Linked DNA regions of Mus musculus: region 2 is linked to region 1. A link is a contact called in public ChIA-PET data. All regions are on one chromosome and are shown on one strand. The core of a region is the stretch at or near the end of the contact, and the rest is flanking DNA. Distances in the headings are between cores, read along the strand shown. Region 1 has its middle 72 kb from the start of Gm38537. Region 2 has its middle 8.2 kb from the start of Gm40047.

Region 1 (6,452 bases), core at 3,382-5,881:
ATTCTGTCCCCCTCCCCCTTACAGAAAGCCCGTTGAAAATATTTAACTTTTAAAAACAATTTTTATTTATTATGTATGCGTGCCATATGCTTGTATGAACTATTGGCATGTCTGGTCCCTGCAGAGGCCAGGTAAGGGCACTGGCTCTCCTGTCGTTGGAGTAACAGATGGTTGTGAGCCACCATGTGGGTCCTGGGAATCAAGCCCAGGGCTCTGGAAGAACAGCCTATGCTTTGCACCATGGAGCCCTGTCTCCGGCCCCAGAAAGTCTATTTTGTATGCGTTAGTTAGCTGCAGTTGCAGACCTCTAAGATTCGGCTGTTTTTATAATGATGATGAATACAAGCAGAGTCTTTGAAGAAAAAAAAAAGATTGTTTGGGTTTTTCAAAGCAAGCCAGCAGCAGTCCCAAAGATGTTCCAGCCTTTGTCACCCTGGGCTCCTTGCGTAGAGCTGCAGACTTGGGCACCCTTTGCTCTAGAAAGCTAAGCAGATGCAAGTGGATTTAGAATTGTCAGCTTGGAACCCCAGGACAACTCTGATGGCCCTGACAGAGCTGCCCTGTAGCTCATCTCAAAAGTCAGCCACATGGCTAGTCCCGTCCCCACAACCATGCGGGGACTGTCTCTCTACTTGAGACTGTGGAAGATAAAAGCAGAAATGCATGTTTGCTATTGCCAAGTGCCTCTTACTTTCAAATGTGCCGTGCTTGCCTTAGTTATTCTTATTTACAACACTCAGAAGAGGTAGGTCAGAGTCTGTTACCTTTCTTTTCCACCTTGGAGGAAATAAGGCACAGAACTCTAAACTACTCCCTGGGGGACCTAGGGGAAGTTGGTCTCTCAGGCAGTTAGGTTCTCAACTTGGCGTGTCTAGCTTCCCCTTAAGTTGTTGCCTCAACCAACATCCTTAGAATTTCTATCATTGTAAAAACAGAAAGAAAGAAAAAAAAAAGAAAGAAAGAAAGAAAGAAAGAAAGAAAGAAAGAAAGAAAGAAAGGAAGAAAGAGAATTGCATTTTCCAGGAGCTTGGAGGCTCCGGTGGTCAGAGGCAAAGGGCCCTCTTACAATCCCATCCAAAGCAAGGGAACTTCTTGTTCTTTTATCCTGTGGTAGAGGCAGGATTGGGATGAAGGATGCTCGCATAGTCTCCCTAGCTCAGTGGTCCTCAACCTTCCTAATGCTGCAACCCTTTTTAATTCACATTATGATGACCACCCCCCCCCAACACACACAGAGCCAGATATTTGTTGATACTTCATAACTGTAATTTTGCTACCGTTGTGAATCATAATGTAAATATTTATGTTTCCTGATGATCTTAGGTGACCCCTGTGAAGGGGTCAGGACACACAAGTTGTGAACCTCTGCTGGTCTAGCGTCTCCTCCCCACTCAGTAGCTATCAGAAAAAGTTTTTCTAGGGAGGGGAGACCCGGGCAGCTGGTGGCGTTCATTCCAGCTGGAAACCTCTTCCTCTCTCGGACCGGAAGCACAGTACAGCAGGCCCTGGAAAGACTGTCCTCAGGCCAGCTGCTGTTTAATCCTTTGTTTTTCTTTGCTTTCCCACATTGGGCTGAGTCAGGATGGCATTTTCACGGCGGCCACCCACCTCCTCAGTGAAATCTTGCCTAGATCTGAGCACACGTTCTTCTCCCCGACAAAGTTGTCCTAGAACCGGAGACCGACCGGCAACTGACAAACTGGAAGAGTAACCTCTGGATTTATGCCCAGAACTTCTGGACTTTGGCATTGGTGAGCCCCTTAGAATATGAATGACACTTACGTCAAGGGGCTAGGAGCAGAAAGGGGCCAGGGGGCTGGGGGTCCAGCTTTTGAAGACTCCTCATTACTGTCAAGCCCTGAGATCTCTTTACTATACTCCATTCAGGGTCGACAGGTTCAGTTTTGGACTCCTCCCCTCTGGCTCTGAGCTTGTATTTCTCACAGCAAAAGCCCTGTCCTTCCTAAGTAGCTGTACCATCTCCATGGGGAAAGGAAGATTCTCCATCTTAGATAGCCAAGCTGTTATCCATGGGAAAGAGGTGCTGGTTTGTGTCTCCCTTGCGCAGAGGGGCCCCTTTCTCTGAACCTACCTTCCCCAAGGGCCTTAACATGACAGCCATGCTTCTTCCAGGGCAACCCTGGCCATATGAGAGCCAGATCTTCTGGGGAACTCTCTAGTCCAGTGATCCTCAACCTGAGGGTTGCAACCCCTATAGGGGTCTCATATCAGATATCCCGCATATTATCAGATATCCCACATATTAGATATCTACATCATAATTCATAACAGCAGCAAAATTACAGTTATGAAGCATAAACAAAATACGTGTATTGTCGGGGGTGGGGCACTGCAACTATATTAAAAGGTCTCAGCATTAGGAAGGTTGAGAACCACTAGTCTGGTCCTTTAGTTATGGGGGCTGCTCTTTTGGACTACAAGCTTCCCGGAACTCCTACCAGTTTTCTAGTTGGGTGAACTTGGGCTAAGTTCTCTGATGGCTTAGCATCTAGCTTCTCCATCCATTAAAAAGGGGACAGTGCTAATATCTACCTTAGGGGGAACAAACAAGTTGGACAGTTAAAGCACGGAGGACAGAGCCGGATTAGTCACTACTGGTGTTATGAGATATAGTGTCCACGCAGAGGGCAAACACTTAAACATGCAGCATGAAGCGACGGGTTCATGGCCCTTGAGCCCTGCAAGGTATGAGCTGGGGCAGGGCTCACTTCCCGTGCGGTCTCTCTCCTTTTGGTGGGTCAGTGAATGAGTGTCAAACAGTCTGACGTCTCTTCTCCATCCATGGGAAAGTGAGTGCATCTGTGTGTGCACTCCTGGGGCCAGATTCGTCCCTGTCACCTGCCATCCTTCCAGCCCTCTTTCCAGATACCGCTGGGCTAATGATTCCAAAAGCACAAACTGAGATCCAACCTCTCTGCTTATGACGCTCGCTCACCACTTGACGTTTATTCGTTTGCGAAACCCTAGGGACCCAGGTGGCCATCACTGGGCCCATCTTAACAGATGAGAGAATAGAGACTTAGACCATTCTGTATCTCTTCTGGAATTAAATCATTGCTATAAGCAGGGATCCAGTATAGGCCTACCCCATGCCCTCTGAGTTGTTGTCCCTGATCCTTAGGAAATTGGCTTAGCTTTACCTGTGCTCCTCTGATTAAAACTCCTCACTGCCCCATGTGTACTGTGACCTGGCCTTATCATCATGCCCTTGCCTCTGGGGCTGGATCTTGGCAATTCCTGCTGCCCCTATCTACAATGCCAAACTGCCTAACTATTATTAAATTTTTAAATCAGTTCAATTCTTAGTTGCCCTGGGAACTTGTCTTCCCCTTTCCCTTTCCAAGCACGGAGGGCTAGTTAGGAGCCTCTCCCTGTCTTAGGTAGGGTTACTATTGCTGTGATGAAACACCGTGACCAAAAACAAGTCGGGAAGAAAATGGCTTATTAGGTGTCTGCTCCATTGAAGGAAGTCAAGGCAAAAACTCAAATAGGGCATGAAGCTGATGCAGAAGCCATGGTAGGCTGCTGCCGACCGGCTTGCTCCCCATGGCTTGCTCAGCCTGCTTTCTTATGGAACCCAGGGCCACCAGCCCAGGGATGGTACCACCTGCAATAGGCTGGGCCCTCCCCATTCAATCACTAATTAAGAAAATGCTCTATGGACTTGCCCACAGCCTGATCTTATGGAGGTATTTTCTTAGTTGAGGTTCCCTCCTCTCCTCAGTTGACTATAGTTTATGTCAAGTTGACATAAATCTAGCCAGCGCACTCCCTGTGCCTTTTTAGCCTACCCCAGCCATTCCCATGGGTCCCTGTGTGGTCTCTGCGGAAGAGCACGCGCCACGAACAATGTCGAAGATATTGAGCGTTACAGAACATGTGAGTTCTGTTCTGCTTTCATGCTCATAAATCCCATCTTTCCCAGCACAGATCCAGCAACTTCCAGGGAAGCTAGGCTACCGAAGAGAGCTCTAGGGGGAAGGCAAGGTAAGAGTCTTCCCAGCTGTGGGGAAGATGCCTGGTTTCACTGAACGTTCCACAAAGGTCTTCGGATTCAGCCTGAGGACGGTGTAAGTCCACACTTCAACACCAGGGAGCTGGATGGATGCTGGGCCACGCTCTGGGATCCCTGTGCCAGCTGCTCATCTGGGAGGCAGCTGGAGCAAGCAATCTGCGCAAGGACCCATGGAACTAAAGGGCAGACAGAGCACAGGATTGGAAACGGCGGCTCATGGTTTGGGGCAGGTCTGGAGCCCATTTGACAGCCCTCAGAAGGCTCACTGGGGGCCGGCTGGCCTTAAAGTCCCTTGAGCTCCTGTCAGGAGTATCTGGGCTGCTGCATGCACCTGCGTCGCTGCTGAGACAGGAAGTGATATTTTCAGAGCCTTTAGCCACCACTCCTCCCAAACCTCAAGACCCTTTTTGATGATGCTTTAAATGTCATGTGTATGGCTGAGAAGAGAAGAAACCCAGGTGTGAGCCTGTGTTACTGACAGGACAAGAGTCACTTGGTAATATCACAGGAAGTCACGCTGTCAAAATAATAGAGAAGGTGGTGTCTAGCTGGGGGGCCACGCCTTATAATAACTGTACTTAGTACAGAGACGCTTCCGCTGCTTCTCCAGCTCTGTGGTTCCCTCTGAGGTAGAGCCCAAGGCTGGGGGCAGGGTAGGACCCTGGGGCCTACTCGTCAGACATGCTTGCTGTTGGCACAAAGCACAGAACTGAGCTGAAAGGCTCCTTGTCTGGGAGTAGCTGCCTAGGCCGCAGCCGGTTACACCTGACACAAAACCTACTTTTACGTTGTTCTTGCCTAAACGATTTGTCTTCGTGGAGGGTCATCTCCACACAACAGCAACATCTGGGAGCTTGAACCTTGGCCACATCCTGCCTGTTCCCCCCGCCCCCCGGCAAACATACCCTTCTTTTACATTATTATTATTTTTAAGACAGGGTCTCACATGTTCCAGGCTAGCCTTGAACTTGCTATCAAGGATGCAAGGATTGCTATCAAGTCAAGGATGGTCTTGAACTTGACCTTCCTGCCTCCATCTCCAAGGTGCTAGGATTACAGGTATGAACCACCACACAGTCCATGCAGTGGGGGATTGAACTCCATGCATTAGGTAGAGCTGAGCTCCTGAGCTGGGCACTCGGCCTATCCTGTCTTCTATCCACAGGTGCTCACAGTCTGCTCTCCAGGACATGGATCTGGTCCAGTACCAGGGACAGGAAAGAGTCCTACAGACGCTAGCTGGGAGGATAAGTAGAAGCTGAGCCGTTGCTGGGCTCTGTTTCTCTACGAATTTGTATGGGGAGCCTGTGGAGGGGCTCCCAGCTTGTCTGTTTCAGGTCTCAGGCTGGAGAGGGTGTGGGTGGCCGAGGACCTTTGCAAGCGAGGCAACCCAGATACTGCAGCAAGAAACAGCGGGCCCCTCTCAGTTCTTCATGGGAGTTTCTGCCTCTAATTTATGTTTCGGGTCCCACCCTACTTCTCAGCCTCCTGCCTGAAGGCCCACCCACTTGACAGATTGACTGTCACAGTCAGCTGCTTGTTCAGCTGGGGACTGCCAGGCCCAGGTGGCCTTTCACCTTGTCTGGGGGCATAGTTCCTGTTTACCCTAAATTTAAGTCTACAGCGCCAATCCCAGGCAATCCACTGGTCTTATGGCTGCGCATTAAAAAGTATGCATATCACTCCTCCCTGTTATCACCCAAACCTTCAACCTGGCTGACCTCTCTGCCTTCCGTGGCTAAGTCGAGTTTGCTCCCACTCTATGGTCCTTGTCCTACCTTGCAAGACATTTCCTCCAGCTCCTATCCTTCTCAGTTTTGTTTTTTAGGACACCTGCCACCATCCACTATGCTTCTGTTTCCTTATGTGTCTTCTGTCTGCCTTCTCACAACTGAGGACCCCATGGGACCCAAGAGTGTGAGTGTGACCCCTGGTAGGAGCCCAGTCAGTACACTTTCATATTCAAAACACTGTCTTCCCCTCCACTACTTGCCTGAAAATGCACAACAGCCATCCAAAAGCTCTTCGAAAAGTTCAAAGACACCAGAGCTTTGAAGAGAAAAGGTCTTCTTTATTTTCTCTCTTGCCAAGCTGTGGGGCTGGGGCAAGGCCTTTGCTTTGTGCTCCTCTGTAGAGGAAGAGAAGCGAGATTAGTCTCCTCTGGGCCGAAGAGAGCTCCAGCCTTCTCGAAGGACAGGGCTGCTTGCGTGTGACAAGGATCCCCTGCACAGTGGCTGCTCACAGCTCTGTGTGCTTACCTGCCACAGATTTGGTGGCAGATAAATGTACTACCGTGCATTAAACAGCTGCTGTACACAACTAGGCCTGTGGGCTTTCTGATGTCTCATAGCTTCTTCATCCTTGCAGACAGTTGATGGGCGGGAGGCCTCTTAGGTGCTGTTAGTACATGCTCCCT
Region 2 (6,443 bases), core at 2,713-5,212, 180 kb after region 1:
AGCTCCCCTTTCAAACCAACTCTCAGGTTAAAAAGCTGGCATGTAAAATAGATCACAACAGAGCTTCCTTGGATGAAAGAGACACTGGGGCTTGCAGCTTTTGCTCCCTAGGGTGTTCTCTAGGGCCCTCCTTAGACGGTTACAGTGCCATGAACTATTCAATTCAGGTCAATTTATTAACCTCATAAGCCTTGGTGTGATCTCTGCGAAGCAGCACTTTAAAGTAGCTCTTTCCAAGCTATTCGCTTTTCATTTCCCATGGTGCCAAAGCACTGGGCCTTTTGCAGATTTTTTTTTCCTTCCCAGCCTTGTAACAGAAAGCTTTCTTTTGTTTTAATGAGTTCAGTACAAAAAGCCACATTTGAGACTGTGATATGAATGCCTGAAGTGAAAACCACAATTGGAGGGGCTGTCTGTGAAATGGAAGGGGAAAAACAAGACTCTGACCTCAATAGAGAGCAAAACACAGAAGCCCGAGTTAGCATAGCAGCATGCGTGTGAAGCTACCTTGTCCATCTCCAGGGCCTTTGCCAAGTAAGGTCTAAAGGTATCCCCAAAGAATGTATATGGCATGTCATAAGTAAATTCTGCTTGGTGCCTTGCAGAGTCATAATGTTTTTGGGTGGGAGAGGACAGAGCCTTTGCTCTCTCAGGAAAGAGGGCTCTATCCAGTGCTCATATCTAGCAGCCATCTGAGTAGGTGGGGGACTGTTGGGTGGGTGCTAAGTCTGGGGCCAGGTTTGGCCAGATTCACATGAGCCAAGTGAATGTGTCAGAGGATAAATGTTGTAGTTATAGAGAGGCCATAATTACCTATCCACGTCTCAGAAGAAGAGGAGGAGGAGAAGGAGGAGGAAGAGGAGGGGCAGGAGGAGGGGGGGAGATGAAGGGGGAAGAGGAAGGAGGAGGAGGAGGAAGAAGAGGAGGAGGAGGAGGAGGAGGAGGAGGAGGAGGAGGAGGAGGAGGAGGAGAAGAAGAAGAAGAAGAAGAAGAAGAAGAAGAAGAAGAAGAAGAAGAAGAAGAAGAAGAAGAAGAAGAAGAAGAATGGTTTTGAAAAAGGAGAGAGAAAGCAGGGTTAGGTTGGCATTAGGTTGTACAAAAGAGTAGAACGGGTCCAAGCCTGTGTTACAGGGGTTTCAGATGCTCAGAGGTAATCCTAACTACTAAGAAACACTACACTGTGACTAGCTACCTAACCTAAGGACGTAAATGGTAGGCTACAGATAGTTACTTAGTAAATGCTTATTAAAGGAAGGGGGATATGGACAGAGATAAGGAGATTGATCGATAGATGGATTGATCAATCGATAGATAGACAGACAGACAGACAGACAGACAGACAGGATGGATGAGTTTAACCTGAACTGCAGAAGCTCTGCGCAGGGGGCTAGGTTCATTGCTGTGTGGTTGTCATAGAGAACTTGAATGCAACTTCTTTGTCAACAGCTATTATTTTAAACATATTTTGACTACAACTCAGTTTCAGAAAGGGGAGGAAGGCATTGCATGAGGACCCAAACAAACCCATCCCACTCTCACTCACATAGTCTTTCAAAGGGCGATGTGTTCTAACAATCTCCACTGCGTTCTTTGTCCCCCTTCCTAAAATACTGGTTTGTAACCCTCAAGCCTAAAAATTCTAGGTCCAACTCTTTGATCCTTTCAAGGACACTTTTAAAAAAAATTTTAATTTAATTTTTTTTTGAGGATCTCTTTCCTTTCCAGAATTTTCAACCTAGTGTGTGTCCCCCCCCCCCCCAACTCCAAAATGGGAGTTAATAGGGCTTAGGAGCATCAGATTCATCCCATGTCATAGGAAGCAAACACAATTCCTGCTGTGTGCTCAGCACTACACAGCTCACCCATTCACAGCAGTGGTCTTGAGAGCATCACTGGTCCTCAGCTGTCCCCCCTTCCTGCCAGCCATTGCTTCCGTATACCTCCCACACCTTTCTTTACTGTCAAGGCGACAACCTTTCACCTTTATCCTTCAGAGGGTCCCATTGTCACTCGACTACACAAATCTTCCCCCAATTTATTCCTCCTTCTCCCCTTCTTTATCTTTATTCTTTCTGCTTTTGACTGAGTATTTTTGATCTGTACTTCCTTAGTAAGGATCTTTTTTTTTTTTCATTTACGTTATGCATGAATGCATTCATTTATCCAATCAGCCTTTCAAATTTAGCTTAAGGAATGTTTTAATGAGGAAAATATAAACCCATATACTAAATGGGAAAAGAAGACATATAATTCCTGCTCTCAAACACCTTGAGGAACAGCAAAGGGCTTTTGTACAGTGAGTTCCCTTGAGGTAACAAGGTAACTGGAACGTGGCAAAAGGTCAAGTTTTGGAGCTTTGTATACCTGGATTTCAAATTTTGGCACTACCAGTGTCTAGCCATCTGCTTTGGCGTGAATAACTCCAAACACCAAAATGGTAGTTTGGGTAGTTGTGGTATGTGATAGTTTATCTTGACCATAACCTTGATTGACTTGAGAAGTGCCTGGAAGGTGGTAAAACACACTGCTACCCATCTCTGAGGATTCACAAAGTGGGAGATGACCCAGCTTGGGGATCAGTTACCCCACCTATGGACTAGAAACCTAGGTAGGATAAAATGGGTAGAAGAAGGGAGCCTGGAACCACAGACACTCTTTGTGATTTCTGGGAGCCTTGATATGGATGGCTCTGCTTAACCATCTTCTCCTAGCTGCCCATGAAGGGCTGAAACACCTGGGGCGCTCAGTCCAAGTTCTTCCTTTTCTCTAAGATATTTCTCTCAGGTGTGTGCCACATCTGAGTGATGAAAAGTCTGAAACAGTGTCATAAAGGTAATATTATCTTATTTAATGTCACATGTTCCTGTGTGCTGTGTACTGTCATTAGCCCTACAGATAAGGAAACTGAGGCCCTGAGATAAGAACTCAGATGTTCTTATTGAGAGCATTCCGAGAATCTCTGATTCCACACATAAAGCTACCTTAACTTCTCTGAGAATATAGACTCCGGCTTCCTTAGTATCACAGACTGGAACCTAGTTTTATAAACTCTTCGCAGGGGTTATCACATATTCAACAGATTTCTTGCTCAGCTAGAACGGCACCCTGTCAATTTTCCTGCTCAGGAGATAAGACTGTGTATCTGCAGGATCCATTCTCTCATGTAGACAACGAGGGCATCAACAGATCATAATTACCATCAAGACCGGGTACCCTCTCTGTGCTGTGTGGTTACACATATGAGCTCCTGGTATCTTACAACCCTGTGAAGTAAACATTATCAGTCAAATTATAGACGGGAAGACTGTATAGGTAGATGGTAAGACTTCCTTTAGCTGCTTCTGTGGTAGGTATTATCATTAATCAGTGGAGTAGCTGCAAAATGATAAAGTACATCAGAGAATAGACAGGAGTCCAGGTCTGTTTGATTCCAGGGCTTTATTTTATTTTATTTTTTTTATCATGAACCGTGACAAAAAGTGCGGGCTCAGAGCAGCTTTAGATAAAGAGAGACTAGTTTTTTCCATGGAGTATTTCATCTGATGGATTGTTTCCACTCCAATGAACTACAGCTCCAGTCCCCAATGCTACTCCAACGACACTAGGATTGAGTAGACTGCCACTTTCTGTACAGGGGTTGAATCCAGATGTTTTCTTCAGTGATGATGCCTCCATAACCAGCCAGAGACCTTAGCACAATTGACCACATTGGAGGTGTCATTGTGACCTTAGAGCCTAGCACATAGGCCCCAATTCCTGACTAAACCAGAACAAAGTCCTACCTCATCAAAGACCCAGTCCATAGTTCCAGGGTCTGGAATAGCCCCTTAAATGTACTAAAATTTTTTTTTGACTTCTTCAGTTTTGCTTCTTGCTAACTGTTCTTGTTAACTAAAGTGTGTCATCCAGGATGTGGGTTTAGTGCATAAAAGGCAAAGCATGGTGAAGTTTGGGGCTATACCATTTGGGCAAGTTTCCCACGCAGTTGTCAGCTGGCAATAGTCTTTCTATTCATCGTTAAGACCGTCTATGTGTGCTCTTTGGTGGAATTATCTTGCAACATCCCAGGCCTCCTGCCGGGACTCAGAGCACATTATTTTCTTATGCGGCACTTTTGTGTGACATAAGCAATTTAAAGGAAGAAGAGTTTATTTTGGGTAAGGATGTCAGAAGGTTCAGTCTACCATGGCAGGAACAGCTCACATTAGAGTAGAGAGGAAGTGGAGTGGAGTGGTGCAGGAAGATGTGAGTACAAGAAAAAGTCCTTCTACCTTTTACCACCTCCCCAGTGACTTCGTTCATCATCCAGTTGGTCAATAGAATAACCCATTTATTAGGTCAGAGCTCCCAATAATTTAATTATATTTGGGAGTCTCTCTCTCTCTCTCTCTCTCTCTCTCTCTCTCTCTCTCTCTCTCTCTCTCTCACACACACACACACACACACACACACACACACACACAGATAAGCTTCAATAATTCTGAGGGTGAGTTGTAATCTAATCTAGCTGACAGTCAGAATTAACCACCCCATCTGGCTCACTCCTGAGCCTCAGACAATGTTAGGCAAGCATAAAGAATGAACGGCAGCAGGTCTCGAGGCGTGTTCTGCATACATTTTCTTCTTCAGGATGTTAGCAGATGCTCATCAAGCAGGGAACAGGGTGCCCACTCTCTTACATAATGAGGCTGGACCTCTTTGCTCCTCGGAAATGTTCAATGTCCACTTTCTGCCTTCTGAACAGGAGCCTAGACGTTCTGGGTCTCCAGCCCTGAATATTACTTTGTATTTCCATTCCATTTCTGCTTCACTGTGATGCTTATTTTGGTGTTCTTGAGATGGACTATGTCTTTTCTTATTTATCCTTTGTTGTGAGGCAAGGCCTTGCTATATGTAGCCAAGGCTGGCCTGGAATTCTGGATGCTCCTGCTTCAGTCTTCCCATTGATGTGACTGTCAATGTCTACCACTGTACACTCTCTGTACACACTGTACAATGTCTACCACTCTTTTAAATTTTTCTTGATATATGTTTTACCTCTTATTGATGGGCATGTGTGCGTGGTACAGAGAACCATGCCCAAGTGAGCTCTTTGGACCACGTGTCCTAGGTCAAGTTTTGTACTGCAGAATGTTAGGGAGCTCTGTGTTCTGTGACTATCAAGAGTAGACTAGCCAGTGTCCTGCTTCCCTAATTCCTGAGGCTGAGGGCTCAGCTTGTTTGCTGCTTCTGCTTCTCGGTCTGTGAGACTCCCTTTGGAATGGGTGCCAGCGAGCCTGGAAGTGATGGGGAGGCCCCTTTAGAAGAACTAAAAGTTATTTGGGTTGCGTGGGAGGTGCGACAGCTGCTTTAGGAGGTCCTCACAGCTGAGCGTTCAAGGGATGATAGGTGTTTCTGGAAACAGGGAACGACTTCATTTCTGCTGTGCTAGAGCACTCTGAGGGGCTTGCCAAAAATCTCTTCTAAAAATGTGACTGTTAAGAACTTAATTTTCTTGGGTTGGAGAGATGACTGAGCAGTTAAAAGTATTTGTTGTTCTTCCAGAGGTCCTGAGTCCCTCAGGAAGATTCCATAAGGGTGAGGGTTATCCAGGGGATAGACAAACCTTGACAATAGGGACACTTATAGTAGATGACAAGAAGGAATCTAGACAGAGATAGGTCTTGGCAAAGGATAGAAGGGTTGGCCTTGTATAAGGAGAATTTTTTTTTTTAAAAACTAGACTTGGGATCATGGGTGCTGGTATTAGGAAGACACAACTTTCCATGGCTGTCAGAACACACCTGCCCTCGGGAGTCTGGGATGCATCCAACCTCCGCTGGCTAAGGACTGCAAGAGAGTCTGGCTCAAGTCTCGCCTGGATGTAGAGGTCAAAGACCTCACTCCGGAGAGAGAAAGGATTGCATGCAGGCAAAGAGTAACTCTGGGCTCCCAGCTATGCACATATTGGATAGCCATAAATAGCCTTGATCCGCACTTGAACTTGTCTGCCTAGAACTTGTTCTTCATTCTGTTCTCTACTCAAAAGTCACTTCCCCGTGGACTAGCCTGGGGCTATTCCTTCTTGCCTCTTGATGCCAGATGAAGAACAACATGAGCACTTGTTGCCTGCCTGTCCTCTCCGGACAACGAGTTCAGGGAGGATGGGGCTGCCTCTTTCTGACCCTTCTCTGTCACCATGTAGTCTCTCCCACTTCCATTAAGGAACAGCCTTGTCTGTTGGAAGAATGAGTAAATGAGCCTCAGCAAAGACCTTCAAGACTTCAGCCAGCTGACTAGAAACTGTGACTTCTGCAAGTTCAAAAACTCTCTGCAGTTTTAAGCTCGTCTCTTGATCTCAGTCAAAATAAAAGGGTTGTAGAGATGAAAAAAAGTGATATGGGAATATTCAAAAAGCAGATCAGCACCCCCATGCCATTTGGGGCTGGCTGTACTGCAAACAT

What was found. ChIA-PET counts read pairs in DNA pulled down with a chosen protein or histone mark.
Region 2: a contact with region 1 is called in an RNA polymerase II ChIA-PET map of memory CD8 T cells, with 565 read pairs. The contact joins two enhancer-like sites. A contact is called at or near these places in 1 of 39 promoter capture datasets (the C10 cell line), 1 of 15 datasets of contacts at CTCF or cohesin (pro-B cells), 13 of 484 Hi-C or Micro-C datasets (the 63-12 cell line, B cells, the C10 cell line and 9 more) and 7 of 115 datasets of contacts at active chromatin or transcription factors (CD8 T cells, effector CD8 T cells, epiblast stem cells and 4 more).

Annotation. Positions count from the first base shown.
Region 1 is chr3:52,391,905-52,398,356 of GRCm38.p6, forward strand. No RefSeq gene overlaps it. Among named protein-coding and RNA genes, the nearest start is that of Gm38537, 72 kb to the right of the region's middle. Within about 2 kb of position 4,632, at least 70 of the 459 cell types and tissues checked have an H3K27ac peak or open chromatin away from gene starts, as enhancers often do. A contact at or near this core is called in the 63-12 cell line, B cells, CD8 T cells and 7 more, where this site is marked.
Region 2 is chr3:52,568,694-52,575,136 of GRCm38.p6, forward strand. No RefSeq gene overlaps it. Among named protein-coding and RNA genes, the nearest start is that of Gm40047, 8.2 kb to the right of the region's middle. Within about 2 kb of position 3,963, at least 48 of the 459 cell types and tissues checked have an H3K27ac peak or open chromatin away from gene starts, as enhancers often do. A contact at or near this core is called in the 63-12 cell line, B cells, CD8 T cells and 7 more, where this site is marked.